Regions from separate parts of the Mus musculus genome. Here all the other regions are linked to region 3. The links are chromatin contacts, called in public Hi-C and promoter capture Hi-C maps. All regions are on one chromosome and are shown on one strand. Each heading gives the region's core, a stretch centred on a gene start, on an enhancer-like site or on the middle of the called end of the contact. The rest is flanking DNA. Distances are from core to core; before and after follow the strand shown. Region 1 holds the start of Lrrc57 (leucine rich repeat containing 57). Region 2 holds the start of Spg11 (SPG11, spatacsin vesicle trafficking associated). Region 3 holds the start of Mfap1b (microfibrillar-associated protein 1B). Region 4 holds the start of Shf (Src homology 2 domain containing F).

The links. Promoter capture Hi-C pulls out the DNA fragments that hold promoters and counts their contacts. A called contact is a pair of places that touch in the nucleus more often than the background predicts.
Region 1: a promoter capture Hi-C map of liver shows a contact between it and region 3, with 3 times the contacts expected there. The contact joins the promoter of Lrrc57 here to the promoter of Mfap1b in region 3. A contact is called at or near these places in 2 of 39 promoter capture datasets (liver and neutrophils).
Region 2: a contact with region 3 is called in a Hi-C map of B cells, with 8 read pairs. The contact joins the promoter of Spg11 here to the promoter of Mfap1b in region 3. A contact is called at or near these places in 1 of 484 Hi-C or Micro-C datasets (B cells) and 2 of 115 datasets of contacts at active chromatin or transcription factors (bone marrow-derived dendritic cells and bone marrow-derived macrophages).
Region 4: a contact with region 3 is called in a promoter capture Hi-C map of pre-B cells, with 3 times the contacts expected there. The contact joins the promoter of Shf here to the promoter of Mfap1b in region 3. A contact is called at or near these places in 1 of 39 promoter capture datasets (pre-B cells) and 1 of 115 datasets of contacts at active chromatin or transcription factors (bone marrow-derived macrophages).

What each region holds. Positions count from the first base shown.
Region 1 is chr2:120,603,781-120,611,548 of GRCm38.p6, reverse strand. Lrrc57 (leucine rich repeat containing 57) reads left to right here and starts at 2,191. Exons shown (of 6, transcript NM_001159612.1): 1 at 2,191-2,434; 2 at 2,526-2,631; 3 at 2,738-2,876; 4 at 3,482-3,750; 5 at 5,416-5,601; 6 at 6,291-7,311. The coding sequence starts at 2,548. The coding sequence ends at 6,332. It overlaps Haus2 (HAUS augmin-like complex, subunit 2), which reads right to left and starts at 2,167. Exons shown (of 6, transcript NM_025475.3): 1 at 2,004-2,167. The coding sequence starts at 2,096.
Region 2 is chr2:122,115,388-122,123,258 of GRCm38.p6, reverse strand. It overlaps Spg11 (SPG11, spatacsin vesicle trafficking associated), which reads left to right and starts at 4,873. Exons shown (of 40, transcript NM_145531.2): 1 at 4,873-5,138. The coding sequence starts at 4,891. It overlaps Patl2 (protein associated with topoisomerase II homolog 2 (yeast)), which reads left to right. Exons shown (of 18, transcript NM_026251.2): 16 at 1,381-1,475; 17 at 1,951-2,099; 18 at 2,811-3,151. The coding sequence ends at 2,074.
Region 3 is chr2:121,471,795-121,479,199 of GRCm38.p6, reverse strand. Mfap1b (microfibrillar-associated protein 1B) reads left to right here and starts at 5,177. Exons shown (of 7, transcript NM_001081975.3): 1 at 5,177-5,366. The coding sequence starts at 5,288. It also overlaps the pseudogene Gm14018.
Region 4 is chr2:122,366,663-122,373,578 of GRCm38.p6, reverse strand. Shf (Src homology 2 domain containing F) reads left to right here and starts at 4,432. Exons shown (of 7, transcript NM_001374011.1): 1 at 4,432-4,932. The coding sequence starts at 4,447.

The sequences.
Region 1 (7,768 bases), core at 942-3,441, 860 kb after region 3:
AATCACCTGACCTCCATAAGCATTTAATTTTTGGGCTCATGCTTCCATAAGTTAAGAGTCTATGAGTCTATGACTATCTTGACAGACAGCATGGTTGCAGACAGAAATAGCATGGGAGAAGAAGCTGAGAACTTACGTGTTGAGAGATAAGCATGAGGCCAAAAGAGCCTCCAAGCCCACGCTCAAAGACAAACATCCTCCACCAAGACCACATTTCCTAATATTTCCCAAACAGGTGAAATCCTTCCATCAAATGGGTACTAGGTATTCAAATATATGAGTCTATAGAGGCCATTTTCACTCAAAGCACTACAGTATACATATGATTAAAATCAGATGCTATAGGAAGGAACATGGACACTAGAAGAAAAGAATGTTTGACCTAATCTATCAACCAAAGTAGAGAAACAGGACTGGAAAGAAAGCTGGCTTGGCATTTAAGAGCATTTGTTGTTCTTGCAGAGGACCCAGGTTCAATTCCCAGCAACCACATGGGGGCTTACTCCAGTTCCATGGGGATCCAATGCTTTCTTCTGACCTCCATGGGCAACAGGCATGCACATGATACACATACATTCATATATATATAATAATCATTTACAAAATAAATATATCTTAAAAAAAAAAAGAGTAGAGAACCACTCAAACCATGCCTGTATGTAAACAATTCCTTCCTTTAGAGCTCAGGCTATAACCTGGGACCTTTGTAGTGTTCTGCTTTCAATCTTGATGCTATATCTCTCTATATTCTGTGTTATTCCTTCCCTCAGAATAAAGCTGTTTTCAATTCTTTAGATAAGAGGCCAGGAACCTAAATCTTTCTAGCCCAGACCCCAATAGTAACATAGATTGGGTTAGACTAGCTAGCCAGCAAGCCCCACCTGTATCTGGCCCCTAGCTCTAGGACACGCACCATCACATACTGCTTTTACTTGGGCGTTAGGGATCTAAATTCAGCCCTCCATATGGTTGACACGAGAGACTTGGGAGTCTTAGGAGCTGGAAGCAGGAAGATGGCTCAGTGTTCAAGGCTAGCCTAGGATAGAGTGAGGACACCTCTCCATTAAAAAAAAGGAAACACCTAAAAAGACTAAAAAATCTTCCAGTATCTCTCAGCAAGCTGGAAGAATTAGATCCCATTACCCTCTCCTCTTTGCCATATCATCTTATAAAGTGAGTTAACAGCCAGGCATGGCGGTACACACCTGTAATGCCAGGGATAGTGAGTTACAGACCATCTAGGGCTACACAGCAAGACTCGGTCTCTAAATAAATAGTGCTAAAATAATAAGGGTGAACTGTGATGGCATTACGCTGTGAAAGATTTTGGCCTTTTCTTGGAGGCCCAGCATTGCTTCATACATCACCTGGTTGCTATGAGAACAAAGTTAAGCCCCCAGCCCACAGGAACAAGGTCCGGATGCCCTTTGGCTGACATGTAATCTTACTGTTAATGTTTGAATGACCCAATCCCATACCTTTGTTAAAATTCCTCGCATCCCTATCCCTTTTTCTTTTACAAAAACCCCTAGCTCTGGAGACTCGGGGTCGACTCCCCTGCCTCCTGTGTGAGGTACGTGTCGGCCCAGAGCTCTGCCAATAAAGCCTCGTGTGTATTGCAACAAGAAGGATTCTTGTGTGTTCGTGGGTGCACCCTATCCCTGGACTAGAGTAGGAGTCCCCATATCGGGGGTCCTACAGAAGAACTGTATTAAAGGGTCGCAGCCTTAGGAACACTTGTTCTAGAGGTAGTGTCACTGGAAGAAAAAAAAAGTGGAGCGCTGTTCCATCTCCCACAAACCGTCCTGGGATAACCCGCAGGCACTCAAAACAGAGTGCTCAGTCACTCAGTGCACCAGCCACTCAGTCCCTCACACTCGAAGAACCCACGGGAGTATGGTCACAGTCCTCAGCTGGCTCACTCACGCCCGCATAACCAGGACCACCACCTCACAGCAGAATTCTGTCGCCACCTTGATGACGCCATCGCCGCCCCCACGTACCTTAGTGACTATGCCCGAAGCTACCAAGTGGTTTAGCAGTAACCCAGCTGCAGTCTGCGAGGACGCTGGGTCCCACGGGTTGGCGGCCGCCATGGCTTCCGCACACCTCTGGAACTGGCGCGAGGAGTGAGGGGCAACACCGCGAACAGGCGCGCGGTTTGATGATGTCACAGGGCGTTCCTGCCCGGGCGGAAGCCCTGGGAGCGCGTCTCAGGCGAGCGCGGGTCCCCGGTGTTCCCTGGCGGAGTCTTCTTTGCACTGAGCGGTAGGAGGCGAGTCTCAAGCTCCCTGTTCCGGCAGCAGCTATCGGAGGCTCCCTGGCCCTTAGCTCTGCTGCCAAAGCATCAGGACCTTGTGGTAGCGCTGCCTGCTCGCCTGTTTTCTCCTTGCCACTCTTGGGCTGGCCCCAGGGAAGTAGGGATAGGCAGAAGGTGACAATTGGGACAGGAGACCCAAACGGGAGATTTAGCGACGACTGTATGTCTAGACTAGGCGGTGACAGCTATGCTTCTTTTCCTGCAGGGAACTGAGCCGTGGCGCTAGGATGGGTAACAGTGCTCTCCGTGCTCATGTGGAAACAGCGCAGAAAACTGGTGTCTTTCAGCTTAAAGACCGTGGTCTGACCGAGGTGAGACCTGAGGGGACCGGACCAAGAAACTAAAAGGGCTAGGGTTGGCGGGGTGGCGAAGACTATTGGTGCAGGATTTTTCCAAACTGTGAGCTCCTTTCTCCAGTTCCCCTCAGAGTTGCAGAAGCTGACAAGCAATCTTAGGACCATCGATTTATCCAACAACAAGATTGACAGCCTACCGCCTCTGATAATAGGAAAGTTCACTCTGCTAAAGAGCCTCTCCCTCAACAACAACAAACTGAGTATGGAATTTGTGTCTGGGCAGCTTTTGCTAGTAATCAGCAGTTATGAAGGGTGTTTTTCCTGTTAGATGATTTTTGTTATGAAATCATTTTAGGGGATGCAGAATGTTAGAGTATTGAAGCTTTAATCTCTTGTAATTAAATATAAAAGCCTCTTTGGGTGGTATAATGATTATTACTAGGTTAATTTGGACCTGGAAGACCTTTGGGAATCGATATAAACAGTTATCTAATTTCGGGGCAGGGTGGAATGGGAGGATCTTTTAAACTCCCTCAGATCGTTTTTAGAATACAGCTAAGCAAAAGGAACCCCTTACACACATACACAATTTTCTGCATTTTGATGGCTTCTTAACCTCCCAAACAGTTTGTGAAACCTAAACATGACCTGTGAGAATTCTATGTAAGAAGCCAGACCTGGTGACTTAGACCTACAGTAGCCCCAGCTACTCAGAGGTTGAGGCAGAAAGATCTTAATTTCAAGGCTATCCTAGACAACTTAATGAGATCCTGTCTCAAAAACAAGATGAAGCAGGCTACCATACTGTCTTTTTATAAATGTCATTAATTCTATCGGATTTGTTTTTTAATTTCTTCTTCACCAGCTGTTCTACCTGATGAATTATGCAATCTGAAAAAACTAGAGACACTAAGTCTCAACAACAATCACCTGAGAGAGCTACCATCTACCTTTGGGCAGTTGTCTGCCCTGAAGACGCTGAGCCTCTCTGGGAATCAGCTGGGAGCATTACCCCCCCAGCTTTGTTGCCTGAGACATCTAGATGTAGTAGATCTCTCTAAAAACCAGATTCGGAGTATACCTGACACAGTTGGGGAGCTGCAGGCCATCGAACTCAATCTCAACCAGAACCAGGTCCATACTTTGTGTTGTTTTGCCCCTCTCCCCAGTGTATGTTTGCATTTATGGTCTTCTGATTTCTTGTTCCTTAAACGATAATCATGGAGTTGGAAATTAGAAGCTAAAAGATATATAAGGTGAACTTACTCCAATGCCCAGAATCATGGAGTGGGTTGATAGTGGCTGTGTAATTGTGTTGAAAGTGTTTTGAGGAAGGAGTAACAGGGTGAGATAATTACACACACACACACACAAAATTAAACCTATCGAAGGTTTTACAGATATTTTCTTTTCACACCCATTATTTAGTGAGGAGCCGTGTCAGGGGTGATATAGTGTAGGAATGAGACCTGTACCCATAGGATCTGAGAGTCAGACGTTAGAAATTGTTGAGAAATCCATGTGATAGCTGTTCTGGAGCTACGTTATAATTGGACGACTTTACATGTGAAATGTTTTGAAGCTCCTTGGTTAACATTAGTATGGAGATGGTGCTCTGCTTCAGATATGAGGCACAGTGATGAAACATTTGAGATTCGGTAGCCTTGAGTTTTTAGCATTTATGTATATGTACATTATGCATGTATATTAGCTACTATGTTCATGTTATTACTGTGCTAAATTGTAGTTAGCATAATATTCAGCCTTTGAGGTTGGTTTTGTCTTTTTCCTGAGATTTCTAGGAAAGAACTGTCATTGGTATTCGTTGAATAATTCCACATTCCCTACTACTAGACCAGTTTCTCAGACCTTACTTGGATAACCTGGGGACCTTAAGGTCACCTAAGTGTTTGATTCAGTACGTGAGAAGTCTAAGAATCTGCAGAATCTGCATTTTCTGTAAGTTCCTAGGTGATGGTTTGAGATGCAGGTAGTCAACAGAATTTAGTGACCAGAATTTAGTTTTAGTGAAAACTGTAGATACACAGCTGTATTCGAGATTAGTACACAGGACTGTTGATACAGATTTTGAAGTCACAAGTGAAATGGTTTTAAGAATGATTGTTTTCTAGAAGGTTCTAAATGTTAAATAGGAAGCATTAGGAATTTATTTCTGCTTGAATATAATTATAAAGAAATAAAAAGGGTGGTGGTGATGCATGCCTTTCATCCCAACACTCAGGAGGCAGAGGCAGGGAGATCTCTTAAGTTAGAGGCAAACTTGGTTTACAGAGCAAGTTCAAGGCCAGTGCTTCAGAGAAATTCTGTCTCAAAAAAACAAAAAGAAAGCAAACAACAAAAAATGACACCCCCAAAAAATTTTCAGGAAAAATTCAGAAGTCATGCACTAGAGGGAGCCTCAAGAAATGGGTAGTCCAGGCAGATGCTGCAGTGTGGGAAGCATGACTTTGGCTTCAGCAGAGTGGTAGGTATCAAGATGTTCATGTGGTTGTTTCTGAGTGGCAGCTTGCTGGTAAGCTTTTCCCTTAAACTTACATTATTTCCTACAATAAATACACAGTGCTTTTATTATTGGTTTTTATTTCTGAAAAGCTACTGGTAACCTTCAAATAATTTGGAAGTGGAGGAGTAACAGAAGGTATGTTACAGGCTTCTGTGCGAGTAGGTAGTGAGAAAACGGAGGCGGTAAAAGAAAAACTAGGACACAGTCAAGAGCTGTTTCAGTGTAGTAACGTGGCCATTATGCTCTCTGTCCTCTTACTGTTTGGTTGTTGACAGATCTCTCAGCTCTCTGTGAAGATATCCTGCTGTCCTCGCCTCAAGGTCCTCCGGCTGGAAGAGAACTGCCTTGAGCTCAGCATGCTTCCACAGAGCATCCTCAGTGACTCCCAAATCTGCCTGCTTGCTGTGGAAGGCAATCTCTTTGAAATAAAGAAACTTCGAGAACTAGAGGGTTATGATAAGGTGTGTATTAACATCTTTTACATTTTTAGTGCCTGCTCCAGAGAAAAAACTAATGAGATTAAACTTAAGTGATGTCTACAGTTAGCATTTGACAAGTTTGTTTTGGAGGTAGCTCTAAGACTTGGCCAGACTGTATTGTGCCAAGTGACTTTCTCCACATATTGATTATCGCACTGCATCTTTTGATGTTTCCTAGCCAAAAAAAAGAGGCAAAAATTAATGAATTTAAGTAGATTTTGCCAGGTTTGGAGCAGGGTTTTAATCCTAGCACTTGGGAGGCAGAGGCAGGCAGATCTGAGTCCAAGGCCAGCCCAGGGCTACATAGTGAGATTCTGCCTTGAAAAGGAGTTAGTTTTGTATGAAATTAATCAAGTCAAATTAAAAAGAAAAAAAAAACATAAAAACGTAAGTCAAAAAGTATCCCTGGGGGAGGGGGGGCTGGAGAAATGGCTCAGGAGTTAAGAGCACTGACTGTTCTTTCAGAGGACCAGGATTCAATTCCTAGCCCCCACATGGCAGCTCCCAACTATCCATAACTCCTGTTGCAGGGGATCCAACACCCTCACACAGATATAGATGCAGTCAAAACACCAAACTACGTAAAATAAAAATAAATCATTGAAAAAAAAAGGATTCTTATATTTGTCTACACCAAATGCCATATGTATAATTTTCTTTCATGTTTTTAGTACATGGAGAGGTTCACAGCCACCAAGAAGAAATTTGCATGATATTCTCCAGGATCATGGGACAGACTTGGAACCTCTGTTGAAATCTGACTGAGTCAAAGGCTCCTGATGTTGGATACACTGCAGAGAACATTTTACTTAATGACTTTTTCCTTTTTAGGACTATGTCAGATAAGCTGAAGGAAAGGGATTTAGGAGTAGGAGACAGGAAGAACCCTTCATCTTGAGCCGTGTAGGTCATGGCCAGTGTTGATCTTCAAAACTATCATTAGTTGGGCTCTAAGGAACCTGCTGTTCATGAAGGGAGGAAATGCTGCTTGCCATAGCTGGAGACTTTGAGTTTGCGAACTGTCAGCTTTCATAAAGTCTTTCCCATCACCTCTGTGTTAATACTTCATATTTTTTATGAAATTCTAATTTGTGGGAAACGTATGACTAAGGATGAATGTGTTTGTTCCTGTACACTAACTCAATAGCAGTGTTTACACTTGGAACTTAGGATGTACCTAAATATGTAGCTGTCTTGAAGAGACCTTTGTCAAAGGAGCACCAACACAACAGCCACCGAGAATGTTCCCCAAGGCTGCAGTAGCAAATTTTTTTTTTTTTACTATTGCAGGTGCCTTATTGGTAGAAGGCTCTGAAAGAGCTAAAACTATATGCAAAAATTATACAAAATTTTTGTTTTTAGACAGGTTTTTGCTATGTAGCCCAGGCTGGCCTCAGACTCAAAATCTCCCAACCTCACACCTCTCCCCTCCCCCACATGCTGGGATTGTAGGCATGCGCTACACTCAGCCTACTTGTAGGATTTTAAATTAATTTTAATAATCAAGATTTTCCTGAAGCTTTGTTAAAAATCATGTGCTATTTCTGGTAACTCCTCCCCCTTTTGTATTTATAACTGTACTAATCAGATTACCTTCAAGAAAACCATTGCTACAATATTTTAAAATAACTTATGTTTATCATAGTTACTCTCTGAATGAGAGAATATTCTAAATAAAATATTTTTAATGAACTTTGTCTGGAAGTAATGTTAATCAATTAAAGAACTTTTAACCTAACCTCCATGGAGATCCCAACACCCTCTCTCTTTGCTCTCTGAAAGTAAACTGGGTACCATTAAAAAAAAAAAAAAAAGAAGCCTGTCTCAAAAAAGCCAAAAAGAAAGACAGGAAAGAGAAAATTGGGATATATTTCACACTCTTGTTTGGTTTTATGGCAATGAACACCTTTGCAGCCATGCAGACATTTCTGAGGAACTGGGAATTGTGCTTAAGAGAATGTGAAGGTACAGAGACAGGATTTCAGATTGTTACTGGTAAGAACGTCGTGAAGCTATCATAGAGATTGTTTTCTGAAGTCTTCTGTCTGAACAGTGCCTTTCACTAACAAATCTGAAACTATAAATAACTTACATGTGTCTGTAAGAATCAGCAAGTAGCACCTTTTTCTTTAGTCTCAGTTGTATGTCC
Region 2 (7,871 bases), core at 3,624-6,123, 640 kb before region 3:
CTTGTTCTCCCCCCCCCTCCTCTCTCTCCCCTCTCTTCCTTTGTCCCTCCCTCCCTTCACCCCTCCTTTTTTTCTTTTTTCTTCCTGTACTGTCTGGCACTGTTGCCCATGAACATATGGTAGGGTTTGTGGGGAATGCCATTGAGAAAATGGCATGCAGTATAGGACTTGGGGGTGGGGTTACCTCGGTTGGTAGAGTGTTTGTATGAAGTCCTGGGTTTGATCTCTAGCAGCTCCCAAATTGAATGTGGTGGTTCCTACTTGTAAGGGAAAATAGAAGCAAGGGTATCAGAACTTCAAAGTCTTTATGGTGAGTTCAGGGCTAACCTGGACTACCTAAGACCTGTGGAGAGGCACATCTTTTCTGATAGACTCCCTATGGCTGCAGGTGGTGTGAGCCTCCACATTGAAAGTCTCCAAACCTTTTTTTTTTTGGGGGGGGGGTTGGTTTTTTTCGAGACAGGGATTCTCTGTGTAGCCTTGGCTGTCCTGGAACTCACTCTGTAGACCAGGCTGGCCTCAAACTCCGAAATTCGCCTGCCTCTGCCTCCCAAGTGCTGGTATTAAAGGTGTGTCTCCAAACTTTTTATTGTATACCCTTTAGAGGAGAGAGGGAGAGAGGCGGGGGGGGGGGGGGAGGAAGGAGGGGGAGGGAGGGAGAGGCAGACAGATATCCCACGGCAGACAGATATCCCACGTGTCTATAATATTAGTTCCTGACTAAAGGAAAGACAGTCTTGTTTTTCTTTGTTTTGTTTTTTTTTTCCCTTGGTTTTTCGAGACAGGGTTTCTCTGTATAGCCCTGGCTGTCCTGGAGCTCACTTTGTAGACCAGGCTGGCCTCGAACTCAGAAATCCGCCTGCCTCTGCCTCCCCAGTGCTGGGATTAAAGGCGTGTGCCACCATGCCCCGGCTCTTATATTTTTCTTTGTGCTGAGCATTCAAACAAGGCCTGTGTCTACTCAGCACTTTCCATACCACTGAACTCCACCCCAGTCTACAACAGCAAGTTTTTAAGTATGCCACTATAGATTTGACAGTCTCTGTCAATTTCTAGGGCATTCTCTTGTGTGCTCTTGTGTGCTTAAAGTAGTGCTTCTGAAAGTATGGCCCACAGACCACCTGCAGCAGAGTCCAGGCTCCTCATTCACTAGATGACCCCCATCTTGTCAGCTCTCAGAGAGCGCATGGAAAGTTCAGGGCAGTGGTTCCTTTGGGTGTGGAAGAGCTCTTTGTTTAGCTGTAAAATCTGGCAGCTCTTGTATATTGCTCTCTATCTGTACACACAAGCCTGTCCTTTAAGTTGGAGGAAGACAGCAAAGCCAGGGGAGCCTGTAGAACTGTAGACCTCATTTTGTCTTGAACTGTATTTCGCTCACAGTTTGGGATATCTCTGCTATATGCCTTGCTGAGTCATGGAGAGCAGCTGGTATCCCTGGATCCTTCCCTCCGATCCAGCAGTGACTGTGCAACCTGGTAAGACTGTAAAGGCCTTGTCAATACACGCCAATGCCCTGGTGTGTGGGAGCCCTGGGAAAGAGTTCCTGAAGAATAGATTCGAGTGCTGAATCTTCTCCTGCCCTGCCCTACATAGTGTCCTATGTCGGAATGTTGGTTTCCCACAGGGGACAGGGTCATAGTAATTAAAGAAAATACACTTCGAGTCAGACAGACCTGTCTACTGCAATGTAACTTTGACACACTTCACGTCTTAGTCAGTTTCCTCAGCTGGGAGTAGTACTATCAACTCCTTAGAGTTAAAATCAAATAGGAAGGAGGATGGCTAGGCATCATCAGGTGCATAGCAAATGTACAGACGTTACCTCTCAATCGCTGTCTGCGATGGAATCTATGCCTACAGTGGTGGAAGAGGAATAACAGACTTTGCCTGGACATCAGTTTCCTGCATAAACATAAAGGCTCTGCTAGGCCTCTCTTTTCTGTCCCTTAGGACAGACTTGGTGATTCTGATTGCCTGGGAGATAGCTCAGTTGCCTGCAGCATCCTTGGCGGAGCCTCTAGCCTTCCCCAGGAATCTGCTTCCCTGTTCTGCCATCACATGGACAAGCAATTAGTTCAGCAGCTGGAAGCCAGAATGGAGTAAGTGCTTATATAAACAAAGTCTCACCTTGTCAAGCCCAGTCCAAGTCTGTGCATCAAATCTCCTATAAACTGTGATCATGGAAAATAATGAGCTTTACACCTAGTTCTATGAGCCAAGCATGGTCATACATGCCTTTGGTCTTATCACTTAGGGTCAGAAGTGAGTTCCAAGCCAGCCAAGACTACATAGTGAGATATGAGATTCTGTCTCAAAAACCCCAAACCAAACCAACCAAATAAACAAACAAAGTTCTTGGGTCAGTGAGATGGCTCAGCAGGTAGATTCATATCATGTAATGAGGCAAGTGACTCCTGCAAGTTGTCCTGTGACCTCCAAAGGTTCACTGTGGAGTGTGTGTATGTGTGTGAAAATGTAATACAAAAATCTAAAAGTTGCTCTAGATACTCAGGCATTTACTGAGTAACCCAGTCTGGACTCATTAGGGCCCTGTGGTCTGTTTAGCCACAACTTTGTATTTATTCTCAGTGTTTGGTCACTTGTAGGTGCTATTTCAGAGCCATAGTCTGAAAAGTTGAATAACTAGTTCATTCAAACAACAGTTGAGAGACTATTTCAGGCTATAAGAGAAATAAGAGAACATCTCTGTCCTTAGAACTTACCCACTGTTAGAATGAGCCAAGCATGAATTAAACCATAAATACTTGTAAAATGGAATTGTGTTTGCAGTTAACTCTTGTTCTTTGTAGGCTTGCCTGTATCTACTGATGTATTAGTTAATGTGAGAAGCTGAAATATCAGAAACGGAACTCCATCACCTGTCTACAGTGACAGTTGAGGCCATTTCCTATACTTTGTTATGTTGGAGGACCCTGCCACATTGTCATATCCTTTCTTAAAATCTAGGTGACTTGCCTAAAATTAAGGCATGACTACTTTAGGTATGATTAAAGAAATATCAAATGATATGTTGAAACTTGTTTGTAAGTTTGGAATTACAACGAAGGACATTTTTTTGAATATGTCAAGAATATCCTTCCTAATAAGGGGAAAGGCCTTGTATTTAATAAAAGTCTAATCTGGGATGTTGCTTCCGTGTTGCCAGACTTTATGTAAACCAAACAGTTCAGCTAAGGCTGAGAGATTTGGATATAAGCATCTTCCTTGACATAAGAAAATAACATGGGGACTGGAGAGATGGCTCAGTGGTTAAGGGCACTCAATGCTCTTCCAGAGGTCCTGAGTTTAATTCCCAGCAACCACATGGTGGCTCACAACCACCTTTAATGAGATCCCATGCCCTTTTCTGGTGTGTCTGAAGACAGCTACAGTGTACTCATAAATAAAGTAAATTTAAAAGAAAGAAAGAAAGAAAGAAAGAAAGAAAGAAAGAAAGAAAGAAAGAAAGAAAGAAAGAAAGAAAGAAAGAAAGAAAGAGAAGAACATGGCAGCATTTTGTCAAATGAAGTCCTGCATTCATCAAGAAATACTAAAGTACCTTTTATGAGCCAGGCTGGGATTCAGGCAGGAAGATAACAGTGGTGCACAGGTCTCTGCTATTTCCAGGCTTACATAGAGTTTGGTCAGGAATTGACATAAAATGTTAATTAGTCATAAATACTATGATTTGAGAGTGACTGGAATAGAGAGGGGCTTTAGACTTTAGACTGAGCCAGGAAGGCATGTTAGCAGGTTGCCATTAAGTCAAAATGTTCAGTTTGTAGAAGTGGCTGTGTTAGAAAGACACTGTTAAGTAGGCATGGAGGCATAATCCTGTATTCCTAGAACCTGAAAAGCTGGTGAAGGAGGATCAGGTGTCTAAGGCCACTAGAGAACCTTTATCAAATAAATAGCTTGACCAAATGCCTTTTCAATAGCTCTCTACCTCTTCTCTTCTGTATCAGATTGTACTTTCCTGAGAAAAACAGAAGAAATTGAAAGGTGAACTATTTCACCATCTCTACTCTGTATGCATCCATCTGTTACAAAGGATATCGTTTGACTTCAATCTCCATGTTAACCTTCATGTTTGTAACAGAGTCCTTGGTGGAGGACCACAAAGAATAGATTGTTTGACCTCAAAAGGAGATCTATTGGTCTGAGAAGTTTACACTCCCAAATCCTGAGACTGGGTACCCACGGGTACAAGAAAATTCATCTCGAAGGGTCTGAAAATTAGTTTTTGCAGTCAGGAGGAGGAAGGGCTTGTAGAATTTATTTTATTTTATTTTATTTTATTTTTGGTAAACTGCTCTTCAAAACTTCCTGATGGGGGAAATGAGTCAGATTGATTTTTCAAACTCTGGGATCCCAGGCATCTGATGGAGATAGTTGCTTTCCAAAACTCCATACCACTCCGTAGAGGGGCCGATTTCTCGAAGCCGGGGATGGGGGGAGGGGGTCTGTTGTGAAGCCCTGCTTTTTTTTTTTTTTTTTAAAATGGTAGAGGGTTCTTTATTAGTTCTAGACTTTAAAAGAGTACTTGCTACCAAGAAAAGCGCACTACCAGATGCCTGTTAACCGAGCAGCACAAAAAGTGAAGAGGAGCCAGCAACAGGGTTTCAATGGAGTAAGAAGCACCTGCCTTAGAAATCTTTGGTAGCAAGGACAGCACAAGCAGCTGAAAGGCCCTGGCGTATTATTGAATTGAGCTGAGCAGGGAGGGGCAGGCGTGGTTTTTGCAGGATTCCGTTTAGAGCCGCCTCCACCCCAAGCTGAGCAAATGCCGGGCGCAGGACCGCCTCTCTCGTGAGAGTCACAAGGTCCGAATCACTGCGCAGGTCCGTGACGCATTCGGGCGCCTCTACCGGAAGGACCGCCCAGGCCAAGATGGCTGCCCAGCCAGGGCCCGGAAGTGCTGCCTCCCCCGGCTGTGCCGGGGCCATGGAGCGGGTCCTGCCCATGCTGCTGGTGCGGATCCCAGCTGAGGAGACGGCGCAGCTGGGACCGCGGGCGCAGCTGCACCGAGAGCTGGAGGCCCTGGGGAGCCTGACGGCTGCGGGCAGTCTCCAAGTGCTTTCCTTGGCGCCGGGCAGCAGGGGTGGGAGCAGCTGCTGCCTCCCAGGACCCTTTAGGCAGTAAGTGCTGCGGGACGGCTGCAGGCTGTGGGAGGAGGCTGAAATCTGAGCCGCTCCGGAGGGGAGTCCTGGGCTCGCCTCTCGCCGGCCCCTGGGTTGGTGGGAGAGGATGAACCACTGGGGAGCCTCCTCAGGATCGAGCCCCGTGCCTCTCGGAACCTTTCCCATCCCGAAGTGAAATCCTCACCTTGTTGCAACTCACGGCTCACTTCCTGGGTGGACAGAGAAGATGTCTCACTCCTTGATAGCCCCTGCAAACCCTGGATGGGTCTCAGCACAGGTCCTGTTTCTTTAATTCAATACAGATTGTCACTGAAAGGAGTTCTAAGCCTATCTTTCTCTACCTCCTCCTCCCCCTCTTCACTATGTATCCCTAGGTATTCTAGAACTCGAAATATAGCCTGGAGCCTACAGAGATCGGCCTGTCTCTGCCTGCACTACCAGACAGTCTACTTTGTTTTAAAATGCCAGATAAGGCTTATTTCTAAAGCATTTTTTTTTGTCTCTAAAATAATGTTTTCTTGCAAACACAGCCACCACCACGCCCACTCCAGCCCCTGCTCCTCTTTAAACTTGTCCATTCATTTACACAAGTGCTCTGAGGTCACTGAACGGTATTCCAGCCCTACGTTTTCCATGTTTAAATCACAGTCTCAAGATATAGCCAGATTGGCTTGCAATTCACAATCCTCCTGTTTTACCCCTTCTAATGCTGAGATTACAGGCTTGTATACTCCATACCTGGCATGTCCGCTGTTTCTTAGACATGAGGCTCCCATGGATTGAGAAGGTAGAGAATTACAATATTATATTGCTTTCCACTTTTCATAAAACAGTTTACATCATAAAGTTTAGAAGTCCCCTGAGTATATGCTGACCTTTTTAATAAAGGGAAGTAAGTATTTTAGGATCAATCTATATGAGACTGTATAGCCAACAGGTATCTCACTTTGAGTCTCCAGGCTCTTCAACAGCTCTATAGACACAAGATGAGTTTGCTGAGTCAGCAAGTATTTTAACCCATCTTTTTACCCCCTTGTGATACGGTCTCATGGAGCTCAGGCTGGCCTGGACCCAAGGATGCCTGTGAGTTCCCAACCCTCTTACCTCCTCCTCTCCAATGCTGGAATTATAAGCACGTACTTCCATCCCAGCTTTCTACTGTTCTCATGTCTGGTGTGTGTTGGAGTGCCTGTGTGTTCTTGGTATATAAAGGCAGAAATGGGAACTGTCAGTGTTTCTAATAAGAACCTCATAGCCACCCCATTTAATATAAACTTATTATTGTAGAAAAGCAAAGTTTTTAAAAGAAGTTGAAACTATCAGAGTGGTAGCCTCATCTCTTTTAGTGTTTTCAGAGTTGGGCCATATTGACTGATCTTAAGATAGGTCTTTCTCTGTAGCCCAGACTGGCCCCAAACTCAGTCTTCTTGTCTCAGCCACTAAAGAAAGTGATTGCTATCGAGTCACCAGATCTGGCTCATACATATTAGTGATAGTCTTTTCTTTTTTTAAGATTTATTTATTTTATTACTATGAATACACTGTAGCTGTCTTCAGACACACACTAGAAGAGTGCATCAGACCCTGTTACAGATGGTTGTGAGCCACCATGTGGTTGCTGGGATTTGAACTCAGGACCTTTGGAAGAGCAGTCTGCCCTCTTAACCGCTGAGCCATCTCTCCAACCCAGTGATAGAGTCTTGCTATGTTGCTTAGGGTGTTCAGTTTCTGGGCTCAAGAGACCCTTCCTCGGCCTTCTGAGTAGCTAAGACAATGTTGCTATGCCCAGCTTGGACCTTTTTATTTTAGTTTTTACATGTGTGTGAATGTGTGCATGTATACATGTGGAGGCCTGATATTGATATTGAGTGTCTTCCTAGATTGCTTGCCACAGTAATTTGAATTTTTTATTTATTATTATTAATGTTTGGGTGTGTGTGCACGTGCTCATGAACATGGCACAGCATAAAACTGTGGAGGTCAGAAAACAACTCCATGCGGTTGGTTCTCTGCATCCACCTTGACATGGAGTTCAGAGATCCAACTCAGGTTGCAAAGCACATGCATGTGTCCTTCCCTGATGAACCATTGCTGACCCTCCTCTTCATTTCAGAGTCAGAGTCTCGATCTGAAACCAAGAGCTCACAGGCTTGAGTTGGTCTAGATGGCTAGCTTGTCCCCAGGATCTTTTGTCTCTGACTCCTGAGTGCTAGGATTACAGGCAGCCAGGCCACCAAGCCTGACTGGCTCTCGTGTGGGTTCTGAGTATCCAAGTGCCACTCTCCAGCCTGTGGAGCTAGCTCTTTAGCCCCTAAGCAACTTCTACAGCCCTTAGGTTTATTTTAAAATATAATGTAATATAATTAGTCTCTCTCTGTCCTTGCTAGCCAACTTTGGTGACTATGCTGTCTAGTATGATAGTCATTAGCCAGCCACATGTGGCTAAGCTGGACCGTCTTTACCGTAACAGTTCTTTTTTGCAGTACCCACAGTAGAAGTGCCCTGTAGCCATATCTGCCCACGGATTGTTGGCTGTCTTGAGCAGCACTGAAATAGAACATTTGTATCATCACAAAGTTCTATTAGGGAGGGTTGTTCTGTAACATAGCATTCTGGAGTACTCAAAGACTGCAGATGTAAATAATTAATTTTTAAATCTGAAATAATCCAATTCAGTCAAAGCCCATTTAAAACATTATTTATTTTTTGTTTGTGAGCGTTTGCCTGCAA
Region 3 (7,405 bases), core at 3,928-6,427:
AATTTTACAATTAGTTATGCAAATACAACTCAAATTAAGAGAGAGTACTGACTGTCTTTGGACATTTAAGAGCTCATCCTGGACTGCCTGGACAAGACCCCTTAGGACAATGCCACAACAGATTTGTATATCAGGCAGATTATAGGCCTTACACAGGAACAATTGGCCATACAATCTCATTCTTTACATCATCAAAATAGTAATAGCTTGAGACAACAATTTGGTATTTCTAGAGACTGTACAATTTTTACCTGTACCACATAATGGTCTTAATCCTCAGGAACTTATAACTAATCAATTATTGCAAATGGATGATACTCATATTCCTGATTTTGGAAAAATAAAATATGCACATGTGAATACTGACATCTTTTCAGGCTTTCTAGTTGCAACTTCTTTAACAGGAAAAACAACTAAAAATGTAATTAGTCATTGCCTACATTGTTTTTCTTTTTTTTTTTTTTTTTTTTTTTTTTTTGGTTTTTCGAGACAGGGTTTCTCTGTATAGCCCTGGCTGTCCTGGAACTCACTTTGTAGACCAGGCTGGCCTCGAACTCAGAAATCCACCTGCCTCTGCCTCCCAAGTGCTGGGATTAAAGGCATGCGCCACCACGCCCGGCTACATTGTTTTTCTATACTTGCTGTTTCAAATCAGATTAAAACAGATAGTGGAACTAGCTATTACAGTCAAGCATTTGAGATGGTTTGTAGACAATTTAATATTACCCATGTTACTGGGATTCTTTATAATTCTCAAGGACAAGGTATTGTGGAGCTTTAAAATAATGTCTTCATAAAAAACAGAAAAGAGGGAATTACATCCCCATACACAACAGTATTTAAATCATGCTCATTTTATTTTTGAATTTTTAAAAGTTAGATGCCAAGGAACTCTCTGCTGAGTGTCTATAGCAACTAGACATACTTATTCCTATGTGAAATGGAAAGATCCACTTACTAGCATATGGCATGATCCTGATCAGGTATTTAATATGGGGGCAAGCTTCTATCTGTGTTTTTTTACACACACACACAAAAAAGATGGAGCCAGATGGCTGCCTGAGAGATTGGTTTGTCAAGTGGACACAGATACTAAGCCTTCCAGTAATTATGATACCAATGGCTCAAAATCTCTTTCAGCCAGCTGAGTTAACTTGGAGTGTAGTTTCTTTTCTTTTCTTTTCTTTTTCTTTCTTTCTTTCTTTCTTTCTTTCTTTCTTTCTTTCTTTCTTTCTTTCTTTCTTTCTTTTTTTTTTTTTTTTTTTTTTTTTGGACAGGGTTTCTCTGTATAGCCCTGGCTGTCCTGGACTTACTCTGTAGACCAGGCTGGCCTCGAACTCAGAAATCCGCCTGCCTCTGCCACTCCAGTGCTGGGATTAAAGGTCACCACTGCCCAGCCTGTGGAGTATAGTTTCCACTCCTACTGGAGAGCAAGTGCTTTCTATCATTTCTCAAAGCCACCCCCCCACCCATACACTGGGTGGCCAGACTTTGTGCTTGATCTTTGCCAATTAGCAGCTGAATTGAAGACCTGGGACATTCCCAAGAAAGCTCAACTATTCACCATGGCAGTTATTCATTGCTATGTGCATATTCATATGACCTCTGTGACTTAGGTCTGAATAGGAAAGAGTGCTCTTTTGAAGTCCAGTGGTCAGAGACGGGCAACTGCTCTTGAGCTCCTATTGACCTAAACTAGATACATACATCAAAAACTATGTATGTAGTCTAGTCTAAGACGGATAAGAAGGAGCAATATAGAGACAGACCTAAGATAGACATGGCTGCCTAGCCACTCTATACCCTAGACAAGATAATGGCAAACAAGTCAATCTTGTGCCCCTGTCCAGCTCATCTTTAAAAGACAGAAAAGGGGGAACTGTGCCCTTTCCCTAGCCTTGAGCAGGCTAAACACAAAGTATTTTATTATCAATTTCCTGACTACATTTATTTTGAGAAAGACAAGTGCATTCCAGGGCACATGTGTGGAGGTCAGAGGTCAGCTGTGGTCCTGTCCCACGTGGGTCCTGGAGCCCGAATCCAGACTGTCAGGCTTGGCAGTTTTGTTTTTACAGAGCCATCTCACTGGCTCTTTTAATTTTGAGACAGCCTTGGTAGCCAAGCCGGCCATGAACATACTGCATTTGTCTTCAGACTCCTAAATGTTGGGTTATAGATAAGTGTGAGCCACCTCACTCCACATAATAGGTTTTACAGTTCTCTTTTGCAGTGTTGTGAATACAGGCACTCCTATGCATGCTGAGCAGGTGCTGTGCTTCAGAGCCACACTGCCAGTCCTGTGGTAGTATGTTTACTAAATACTGTATTTAATCCTGTAAACTCATAAGCACCTTGGCTCAGGAACCAGAATGTCAGTATGTTAGATGGCGATATATACTCGCTTTTGTTATTGACAGACGGTGTATTTATCTACTAACAATAAGTATCACATCTTAAGACTCTATATTTCCTAAATAAACGTAGCTATAGTAGCAGACACTTAATGGGTAAACAGTGTAGCTATATAGTAGCATATTTATGTGTACATATATGTTGTGTGCTTTTCAGTCGGCTGCACGGCTCCGTGGGATGATAAAGAAGCGCGAGTCACCTGAGTCAAAGAGGTAAAACAGAAGAGGATGTGCTTAACATCCGCTGGACCGAGAAATGTTGCTGAGGGTTTCAAGTTTGAGACAGGGCTCAGGCCTCAAGCTTCTTACTGTCTTCTCAAGTGTTAGGGTCATGGGCATGTGCCACGTTGCCTGTTGCCTAGCTCACACATTTATTGTTCACAAAGATTGGTGACTCCTTGGAAGTCATGTGAGTCTGAAGGTTCTGGCATTTAGTGTTTGTAGAGGCAGAGGTATCAGGTTGGTAGCATGGGGGTTGTGTTTGGATAGTAAAGAGGACAGAGCCTTTAAAAGTGAACAAATCTGGGCTGGAGCAATGGTTCAGTGGTTAAGAGCAATGGCTGATCTTCCAGATATCCTGAGTTCAATTCCCAGCAACCACACTGTGGCTCACAACCGTCTTCTTTAATGGGATCTGATGCCCTCTTTCGGTGTGTCTGAAGACAGTGTATATATTCATATACACAAAATATATAAACAAGCTACATCTCTCTATGTCACCCTAATAACCTTAGAATCCTACTGCTCTGCTTCCGGAATGAGGGGTGCAGGATCTAAATCAGCACTTACACTGGATCCTGTAATATTGAGCCCAGTCTACTCCTCCAGATCTTCCTTTAAAGAACACCACTGCTTTGCAGCATGGCCTCGTGGGAAAGATCTGTATGTTCATAAATGCGATAAGGAATGGAAGACAAGGGACTGCAGAGATGGCTCAGTGGTTAAGATCTGACTGCTCTTCCAGAGGTCTTGAGTTCAATTCCAGCAATCCCATGGTGGCTCACAGCCATCTGTAACAGGATCCAATGCCGTCTTCCAGTATATCTGAAGAAAGCAACAGTGTACTCACATACATAAAATAAATAAATCTTAAAAACAAAACAAAACAAAACAAAAAAAGGGAATAGAAGACAAATAAGCATAAACGTCAATAGGCAGAACTTGAAAGAAATAACACAGGTGTTGGCATTAGGACCTGTGTTTGATTCCCAGCACCCAAATTAAAAGGCTGGCATTAGAATTCAAGCACAGGTGATGCAAGACAAGTGGAGTTCTGCAGCTCCATGGCCAAACTGACTACCCTGAACACAGAGCCCAGGTCCAACAGACGCTGTCTCAAACACAAGGGAGATGATGCACAGGTTAGGATGCTTGCCACCCAAGCCTAGCATCTTTATCTTACTCCCAGAGCCTCCATAAGGGCCATTTCTCACTATTGTCCTCTGATCATCATATATGGCATGGCTCACCCACCCCAATAATAAGAATTTGGGGTTTTTTGTTTTGTTTTGTTTTTGTTTGTTTGTTTGTTTTGTTTTTTCGAGACAGGGTTTCTCTGTAAAGGGTTTCTCACTTTGTAGACCAGGCTGGCCTCGAACTCAGAAATCTGCCTGTCTCTGCCTCCCCGGTGCTGGGATTAAAGGTGTGAGCCATCACACTCGGCAGAATTTGCTAAAGGTAGACACTTCTGTTTCTCTCAGGTTAACATTTAGTGCATAGTTGTTTACAAACTCTGAGGGGTTCTAACTTGAACTTCTTATTTTTATGTATATCTTTGGGGCTCCCCCCCTTAATTTAGATGGGAGGGTAATGTGGTTATAATCCAATAAACATTTTTAATAATAACAACAACAACAAAAATATTTTTGTCTACTCTGGCCTTCTAAAGCTTTTCTGCTTGTAAGCTTCGTCCTTGTTTGACTCATTGAAAATCCTCACTAAAGTTTGTCAATTTCCTGTCTTCACCAAGCAAGGACACAGGTGAAAAAATTTGATAATTATATTAACAGAACCTTCAAAGTCCTATATAATATTGTACTCCCTCCCAGAATTTTTACTGTGTAGACCGACTAGCCTCAATTACAGAAATCCACCTGCCACGGTCTTTCCAGTGCTAGAATAAGGGCATGTGTGTCCAAATCAACAATTGGCCCCTAAGGGATTCTCCTTTTTTTTTTTTTTTTTTTCTTTTGAAGAGTCTTCTCTTGTTGCCTAAGCTGGCCTACAAAACACGGCAATCCTCTTTCACCTTCCCAAATGCTGGGATTACAGACGTGACCCACGTATCCGGATGAAACACTTTACACTTCTAGCTTTTTATTTTTTATTTGTTTTTTCTTTTTTGTTTTTTCAAAACAGGGTTTCTCTGCGTAGCCCTGGCTGTCCTGAAACTCACTCTGTAAACCAGGCTGTCCTCGAACTCAGAAATCCGCCTGCCTCTGCTTCTTACTGGGATTAAAGGGGTGCACCATCATTTTCGGCCACACTTCTAGCTTTAAACAGTATGCACCAACAGTCTCTCCTAAAATGTAATAAATAAAATCTTTAATCCGAACCTTCCTGGACCTTACCAAAACCAAAAGAAACAACTGTCAGACAGGAGGACCTTCCAGTTCTTGAGCGGTTGAAGACGAGAAAATTGCCTTAGGAAAGCGCACAAATTTCAAGCTAGCCCTTTAAGCGATCAGCGCTCAGCCGCCCTCCAATTACCCACAATCCTCTGTTATGTACTTCCGGTTCCTCTACCTCTGCCGGAAGTTGTTTCTGTCAGTTGCGCAGCTGTGTCCAGCACAGCCTGTGGGACGCGGCGTTCTGCTCCTTGCTCTTCGTTGTTGGGATTGAGTCCGTTTTGGAGAGTCTCCGCGGCAGCCGTCACCATGTCGGTCCCAAGCGCACTCATGAAGCAGCCGCCCATCCAGTCTACGGCTGGGGCCGTCCCAGTTCGAAACGAGAAAGGTACGGGCTCCCCTCCCCTCCGGTTGGCTCTGAACTCTTTCATCCTGAGTATCTCTCAAACCTGCCTTACGCCGACCATGCCAGCTCGGCTGGCCCTTAAAACCTAGCTGCAGTTTCTTCCTGCGTCCCGCCTAAAGTCACAGGTGGCGTAGAGAAAGGGGATAGCGGGATCCACTTGCATCTACCTGATCGATTTAGTGAGGAGATCTCTCTCGAAATATGAAGTAAAGGAGGCTGGAGAGGCAGATCAGCGGTTGAGAGGACGTACTGCTGTACCACAGGGCGCAAGTTCAATTGCCAGCAGTCACTTCAGGTGACTCAACAACAACCTGGGACCCCAAGTCTAGGGAGATCTGACACCTCTGGCTTCTGCCAGTACCTACGCTTGTGCACATATCCACACATAGCATCCTTACAAATGATGATAATAATAATGCTGCATAGATGGCTCAACCGTTAAAGGCCAGGCTCACAGGCAGAACAGTAACAAAAATCAAAATATAAGAAGAAAGTGGGGCTGGCGAGATGGCTCAGTGGTTAAGAGCACCGACTGCTCTTCCCAAGGTCCTGAGTTCAAATTCCAGCAACCACATGGTGGCTCACAACCATCCATAACGAAATCTAATGCCCTCTTCTGGAGTGTCTGAAGACGGCTACAGTGTACTTACATATAATAAATAAATAAAATCTTTAAAAAAAAAAAGAAGAAAGTGAGCTAGAGGCCTATGTTGTGTGTTTCTTTTCACTGTAATTGTTTTGTTTGTTTATTTTTAAGTGTATGAATGCTTTGCTTCCATGCATGGATATGCACCATGTGGGTGCAGTACCCACAGAGGCCAGAGGAGGGCCTGGAGTATCAGACTGTAACAGACTGCCATGCAGATGCTGGAAAATTGATCCAGGACCTCTGTATGAGCAGCAGAGCCTCTTAGCTGCTGAGCCACCTCTTGAGCTCCACCCTGTTTGTGTTATAGAAGAGATCTCCCGATTCAGCACAAGAGCTGGAGGAAAAGGTAGAAGCTGGCTAGTCAGAACGTTAAGTTAGGTCGTAAAGGCTGCCACAGCACCGCAGAGAGAGAAGCTAGGAAGAGAGCTGCCCTTACTGTGCCTGAGGTCAGACCCCGAGCATCCACATAGACACCTTGTGGGGAGAAGAGACGAGTTAGGAACTTTAGGCTTGATGGCTGGGCTAATAATAGCTGAAACAGCAAGCAACAGGTTCAGTGAAAGAACCTGTCTCAAGAAAGTTGTACAAAACAAAGAGAAAAAAAAAAAAGAAAGTTGTAGAAAACACATAAGTGTGGGCATATGCATTTAAGCAGTCAGTAGGCAGAGGCAGACAGCTCTGTGAGTTTCAAACCAGCTTGGTCCTTGCCAGCCAGGTCTGCATAAAGAGACCCTGCCTCTGAAAAATGAACATAAAAAACTAAAAAAAAAAAAAAAAAAAAAAAAAAAGAAGAAGAAAGAAAGAAAGGTATTTGGACTGGCAGATGGGTCTGTGGTTAAGGGCAATTGTTGCTCTTATAGAGGACTATGTGGCCCAGTCATCCATGACTCTAATTCCAGGGGACCTGAACTACTTTTCTGACTTTCTCAAACATCAAGCGATCCTATGTCGAGTCACCCAGGTGGCACTGGTTTGGAAGGTATGAACAGGTCATGAAGAACAGCTGAGGCTTAGCACTGTGAGGGGCCATGGAAGGCCATTGAGGAAAGTGCAGCCTTAGTTGCAGTTAATGGCCCAGGACTAAAGGGGTTATGCAAAGGATTTAAGGCTTGGGACCATGAAGAGAGCCTATGAGAGGCTATTGTTGATACCTAGTTGCAGTGGAAGACCCCAGTGTATTGGAGATGCCGGTGCTATGAGATGATCACCATGAACAGCAACAACAGTGGAGTGGATCAACCTGAGCTTAGAGTGCTACAGAGGGCAGCAGTCCTTTGGAGTAGCCCACAAGGTCTTGTGTAGATCCTAGACATTGGAACAAGAAGCTGTAATGTTGAAGTTGCCTTGGAGGCCCCAAGATAGTTGAGATGCC
Region 4 (6,916 bases), core at 3,183-5,682, 900 kb before region 3:
TGTGCAAGATGTCTCATAATTTAAAACACTGGAAGTTGATTTAATTTTTTTAAACCGCGATTTAACCAAAACTATGCAGGCCAAACAGAAAATGGTACAATGAGGAAGAGAGGTTCTGTGACTAAGAGTGGCCTGGGTTCCATCCTCAGCATTGTGTGGACTACACAATGGTCCACAACCATCCGTAACAAGATCCAACGCCCTCTTCTTGCACACAAGTGGTACATAGACGCACAAGCAAGCAACACACCTACCCATATGTATTTTTTTAAGTTGGTACAAATGGAACTCAGTCTCAGTCTTAATGAATAACAAAGTATATCTGAGAAAGAGAAGAGAAAAGATCGCTGAGGTCAAGTAAAAAGTATAGAGGCACCTCTCAGGAAGGGTCTCTCCCATTGGCCAAGTTGGGAGAATTTGGGCATCAAAGGAATTATGATATAATGATGAGAATAGGTTATATAGCACACAGAGATTTTTTAAAGGTTTTTTTTTTAAATTCATTTACTTGTTGAGAGAGAGAGACAGAGAGAGAGAGGCAGGCAATTACCTACGGAGGCCAGAAGACAGTGTCCGAGGCCCTGGAGCTAGAGTTACACGTAGCTGTGAGCCTCCTGACATGGGTTTTGAGAGTCAAACTCAGTTCTCTTGAAAGAGCAGCAGATGCTCTTAACTGCAGAACCTGAAAAGTGGTGTTTTGTTCTATTTTTAAATGTATATGGGTCTCTCACTTGCATGTATGTCTGTGCCCCATGTGCATGCCTGGTACCTGTCAAGGCCAGAAGAGGGTATGAGGTCCTCTGGAACTAGAGTCACAAAGAGTCAAAAGCTTCTGTGTGGGCACTGGGATCTGAACCCAGGGTCTCTGGAGAGTAGCTGGTGGCCTTAACTACGACACCATCTCTTCAGCCCCTGAAAATAGTAGTAGTAGTAGTAGTAGTAGTAGTAGTAGTAGTAGTAGTAGTTGTTGTTGTTGTTTTGTTTTAATAGGATCTCCCTGTGTAGCTTTGGCTGGTCTGAGGCTCATCCAGGCTGGCTTCAAACTCAGACATCTGCCTGCCTCTGCTTCTAGAATGTTGTGATCAAAGGTACGTGAGAGCTGTCACAGTCAGGTTGAGAAATGGTTTAATGTATCTATTTTACATGGATGTCTATGTGTGCCTGAGTATATGTGCACCATGTGTGTGCAGGAGCCCTCAGAGGCCAGAAGAGAATACCAGATCTCCTGGAACTGGAGTTTATAGGCAGCTGTGAGCTGCCATGTGCTTACTGAGAATTGAATCCAGGTCTTCTGTGAAAGCAACAGGTGTTCTTAGCTGCTGAGCCACCCCTCACCCCTGTGACTACTGTCTGCATACCATGCTGGGCTCCACCTCTATTCCTTTGCTTGGCTCTCTGATGCCTCCTGGATCGGAATGGCACTTTACTCTTCATTTCATCTACCCAAATCTCGAGGGAGTATAGAAAAACTGAGAAATATGACGGCATAGGAAAACAGAAGATTTTCCTCACTCCAGAGTCTGATTGAAGCTTCTAAAAGTTCCTACCACCGAGGCAATAACAGTCTAAGTTCAGTTCCGGGTAGAATTGTGGAAGGAGAGAAGCAACTCTAACCTAGACACACACACACACACACACTTTTTTTTTTATGTTAAAAAATTCCAACAGAAAAGCTGCTCTGCCTGCCTGCCTTTGTATGCTCCTGGTCATTCATAGACATTTTATGCTGAAGTAATAGCAGGCTTAAGTTCTGGATGCATATGGCCTTGGGTAGGCTCTCATTCAGGACCGCTAGCTTTGCTATAGTAGAGTTACCCTACATCCCTGTGTCCTAGTGAGCTACACTTTTACCTTATCAATTATAGCCTTATTGGGGACCCCTAAGGAAGCACCTTGTGGTCTCATTTGGGTCTCTTAGCAACTCTTTGAATGTCATAACTTCAAAACCCTCTAAAATCCTATATATGATTATTGTAAAAAAACAAAACAAAAAAAAAAAACGAAAAAACAGACAAAAACATAAAAAGCAGTGAGCACGACTCTCGAGGAGTCTTCCACAGCCTGGACCCACACTTGGAGACGTCCTGCTTCTTCAGCACTTTAAAGCCTACACTCACGCTTTTGGGTGTATCTTTTCTACTGGAAGCTTCTTTTTCTCTCAGCATTTATCTTTAAGCCTATATTAAAATAACTTTTAAAACTATTTATTTTTATGTGTGCAGGTATTTTTGCCTCTGTGTGTGTGTGCGTGTGTGTGTGCATACGTGTGCATGCACATATACACAAGATTCCACAGAAGCTAGAAGGTATAGGAGCTCCTGGAGCTGGACTTGCCTGCCGTGGGTGCTAGGACCAAAGTCAGTCCTCTGGAAGAGCATTTAAGTGCTCTTAAGTCATCTCTTCAGCTCCCACTTTTTTGGTTTCTGAGAGACACTCCCAAGATGAATTGGAATTCATTAAGGGACTCCTGCTATAGCCTCTGAGAGCTAGATTATAGGCATATCCACTGCATTTAGTGTTTTGTCTCCTGCCTCTGCCTTCAAAATGCTAGGATTGAAGTGGTGTACCACCAGGCTCAGCAATTGCAGGTTTGTTTTTGTTTTGTGAGACAAAAATTCAGGCAGCCCAGGCTGGCCTCAAACTCAACAAGACATTGTCCTTGAACTCCTGATCCTGTGGCTTCAACTTCCCAATTACTAGGATTATGGGTGTATATCATGTGTCAGTCACTGCTTTATTGCTATAAGGAGACATCAAGACCAAGGCAACTTATAGAAGGAAAGAATTCAATGTCGGACTTGCTTATAGTTTCAGAGGGTTAGTCCATTACCTTCATGGCAGAGAGCAGGGTGGCAGGCGGGCGGGCAGGCAGGCATGTTGCTGGAAAAATAAGTAGCTCAGAGCTTTACATCACGATCCACAAGCATCAAGTAGAGAGGAGGTGGGTGGAGACTAGGCCTGTAATGGGCTTTTGAAACCTCAAAGACCACCCTCGGTGACTCCAACAAAGCCACACTTCCTCCAACCAGGCTACACCTCTCAATCCTTAACAAACGTATGGGGACCATTCTCATTCAAACCACCACCACCACCACCATCACCACCACCAGAATCACTTTATATTTTTTAAGCAAATACCAGTAGTGTGGTGGCGCACACCTGCAACCTCAGAACTTGCCTTGGGAAAGCTTGAGCAACAGGATTGCCATGAGTCTGAGCGGAGGCCTGACTGCAAGGTGACTACAGAGCAAGGGCTGTGCTCAGATCGCTCATCACCCTTAATTTGCATGACAACAACCCCTATCACCCTTTCTAAGATAGGACAAGGGCGTGGTCTTGGCCCAGGAGTTGGCAGTCCATTGCCTTTCCCATCCCCTCCCATTGGGTGAGTGAGGAGACCTTCTCCTGTGGGTTAGCTACAATATCCTCAGGAACCTGTCATCTCTATGCTCACCGTTGCATCAGTAGTTAGTATTTTAAACTGTATATTCTGGAATGTAAACCTCTTAGTTTCTCTATTATACCCCATGAAGTGAGGGGAGAAGGAGGGGAGAGGGAGGGGAGGAGGGAGGGGGAGGAAGGGGGAGGAGGGAGAGGGAGAGATGCTGGCCTTCAGGGCTACAATACTTCTGGTGAACCTGCTTCCTTTCTAAGACAAAATTCCAGGCTCTTAGGCATCATCATCGGAGCCCTGAGAAGGTAAGGGGCTGGTGATTGACAACATTAGACCTGTTTCTCGCTTGATTTATTGATCTGTCTGTTTCTATTCTGTCACAGACAGATTGACAAACCCAGGGTGGAGCTTGAGGGATTTCCACAAGAAAGCAGGGCAGCTGTGAGGGCTGCGTGGGCCTGCTGGGGGCCGGTGTAAGCGTGGATGGGGATTGTTTGTGCGAGGGTTGTAAGCATTTGAAGCTGGCGGTTGGGTGTGGAAACATCGGAGCAATGGGTGTCTCTGGAGAACTGATTGCATGCCACGTGAGAAGTTTGCCTGGATAGAAAGGCAACCTAGGTTTGGGTGTGAGTTAAGGGATAGGAAGAGGTAGGCGGTACTCCCAAGGTGAGGGCAGTAATAGGCGCATCTGAAGAGCAGCGTCTTCGAAAATGTTTGGGTCTTTGGGTTTGGGGGAAAGGAATCAGGATGAGCAGGATGTGCCTGGGGACTCATCTTCCCGCGTCTGACACAAACTGGGAGGTGCAAAGAGCAGATGGGACTAGAGAGCGCCCCACAGGAGCACGGGTAACGACATGTGGAGGACTCACCCTCGGCGCAGTTGCTTCCCGCATCCCATCTACTCCTCTCAGAGTCCTCGGGTCCCCGTTAGGCAGCGGGCTCCTCCCCTCGTGTCACTGACGACGAGCCCCGCCCCTCCCGCCGGCGCAGCTCCGCCCCCTCTCGCCCCGCCCCCGCCGCCCGCGGTCTGCTCGCTCAGTTGGGAGGGCCCCATGCTACTGAGCGGAGCTCCTCCTACGGGCTCCGGCCCGGGGCCGAGGGCGCAGGGCAGCGCGGGGGGCGGCCCTGGGGGATCCCGCCGCGGGGCTGGGGGTGCGGGGACCGGCCCGGGAGGGGGCGGCAGCGGTGGAGTCGCAAAGTGGCTGCGGGAGCACCTGGGCTTTCGCGGGGGCGGCGGTGGAGGGGGCGCCAAACCCGCCCCCCCAGAGCCCGACTACCGCCCCCCAGCTCCCTGCCCGGCCGCGCCCCCTGCGCCGCCCCCGGACATCCTGGCCGCCTACCGGCTGCAGCGAGACCGCGACTTCGAGGACCCCTACTCCGGGGGCCCGTCCGCGTCCGCCGCCCTTTCCACCCCTGCGGTCCCTGGCCCCACTCCGCCCCCGCGCCACGGCTCACCCCCGCACCGCCTCATTCGGGTCGAGACCCCCGGCCCCCCAGCACCCCCTCCGGACTCCGGACCCCCTGCCAGCAGCGACAGGGTGAGTGCTGCGCCGGGCGTGGGTGTCCAGGAGGGGTGGTGGTCTGAGGTCTGGAGATTTAGGGAGGGACAAAGGTGGCTTGGCTGGGACTCAGCCTTTCGCAGTCAGTATTTCTAGTTGACATAAGCTTAGTCCCTGACACGGGGGCTCAAATTTTAACCCCTTTGTTAGCTTCTCCACCGACTAATCTGAGTCCCCAAACTCTGCCCTGTTTCCTGTTAGGGCCCGAGGACTAGGGACGACCTCCCTCAATGGCTCTGTCCTCAGCTTTGCAACCCGTCCAACCCTGATCCTGGAACCTTTTTTCTAACGGGCATGGAGAAGCACCCCTCCCTTCCCTTTGCCGGTTTATGGCCTTTGTGCCCTCTCCGGAGCAGCAGCTCCTCTGCCCTTTGATCTCTTGACTCTTCCCTCCACAAAGCTTTTCTCTCCCCCTCCTCTTCCCCTTCTCCTTCCTCCCACCTCCCACCCGGTCCTGGAGTCCAGGCATCTTTGCAGGTCTGAAGCCCAGAAAGGGGCTGAAAACTAAGATTCTTCCGTGAACACAGCGAGCGCTGGCCTTTGCCTTTCCCAGTGGGATTAGGGGGGGGGGGGGACTGTTGTACTCCGGATGCCAAGATGGGCAATGTCCAGCTCTTCCTGAAGAAATTCACCCCTGGGGTACAGGCGCACTCCTTCCAGTGTTCCCCCAAGTATGAGGACACTCGGTGGTCAGGACCTGTTGCCCAGTTAAGGCCGAGTGATGGGGTTCATTCATTATCTCCTCTCTCTAGGCTTTCCTCTTTCTCAGTCCATTCTGAGAGAGACTGGATCTGCAGGCCCTGGAGGAAGACTCCCAATAGTTTGTCTCTCAGGACATCTACCTTCCTTCTTAATTCCAGTTTTATCCTGTCCTGGATGATAAACAGCTGAAAGCCATCCTTAGTCTCCCTGAATGGGAGGTAGGAGCTACCCCAGCTCTGTTGCCTTCCTCATGTCTGAGAACTCATTCCTCCAGGGCTTGCTCATCTCTCCTCAGTAGAGATCTTTATCTGATTAGAGAGCAGTTAATGTCTGAATCCTCAGGTTTCAGAATTGGGCTTTTTCCGCCAAAAGATTGCTGTCCTGGTAGGCTTGCTGGATAAGAGGTGTGTTGGGGTCAGAACAAGAGCCCCAGATGTGTGAATCATTTCCCCCATGGTTCTTGCCATAGAGCATGGCTGACCATGCCGGCTCATCATGCTTAAGCTGAAGAGGGAGGTCCAAGGGCACTTCTCCCAGGCTGCCTGCAGTCTCCTTCCTAATTGCCCTGGTGTTATGGTGAGACGGTGGTATGGCCCTGTCCTCCCCGTGGACCAGTCTCCTCCTCCCTGGCCACTGGCTGTTGGCCCATGGTCTAAGCTGTCCTTGGCTATTTTCCTTCCTGTAGTGGCTTAGAATGACCTAACAGGCTGCCCACCACACTGTGGGCTCCTCCAGGAAAACATCCTTTTTTTTTTTTTTTTTTTTGGTCAGTTCTCTGTCTCCAAAGTGTCTGACCCAGTGTCCTGAAATGGTGCGTATCCATTAACAGGGTGGCTTAAGGGTCAGGGCTTCCCAAGGCATGGCTTTCCTTTCCTTTTTTTCGAAGGAAGGAGCAGTAGCCCTGTGCACAGACCCTCAGACCCCTCCTGCCAAGACTGTCTGGTCTGTGCTTCAGTTGGGTCCGCTCTGACCTGTGGGGGAGGGGATGCTCAAGAGTGTCTGAGTCTCTTGCCAGCCAGCCATGGAGGCAGGAATGAAATCCGACAGGCTCTCCCAGGAGCCACACAATCTGTGCTTTCTTTGGTGTGTGTGATAAAAGGATCCAGGATGTAGCATCTGAGCTGTCCCATGGGCTGACCTAGGCTCCTCGTTATTCAGAAATCAATCAACTCCCAACCATCTAGGAACAGAATTTGAGAGATCCCAGAGTATTCCCCGAGGAAAAGCGAAGCCAGACAAGGTACCTGACTGAGCTCTTAAC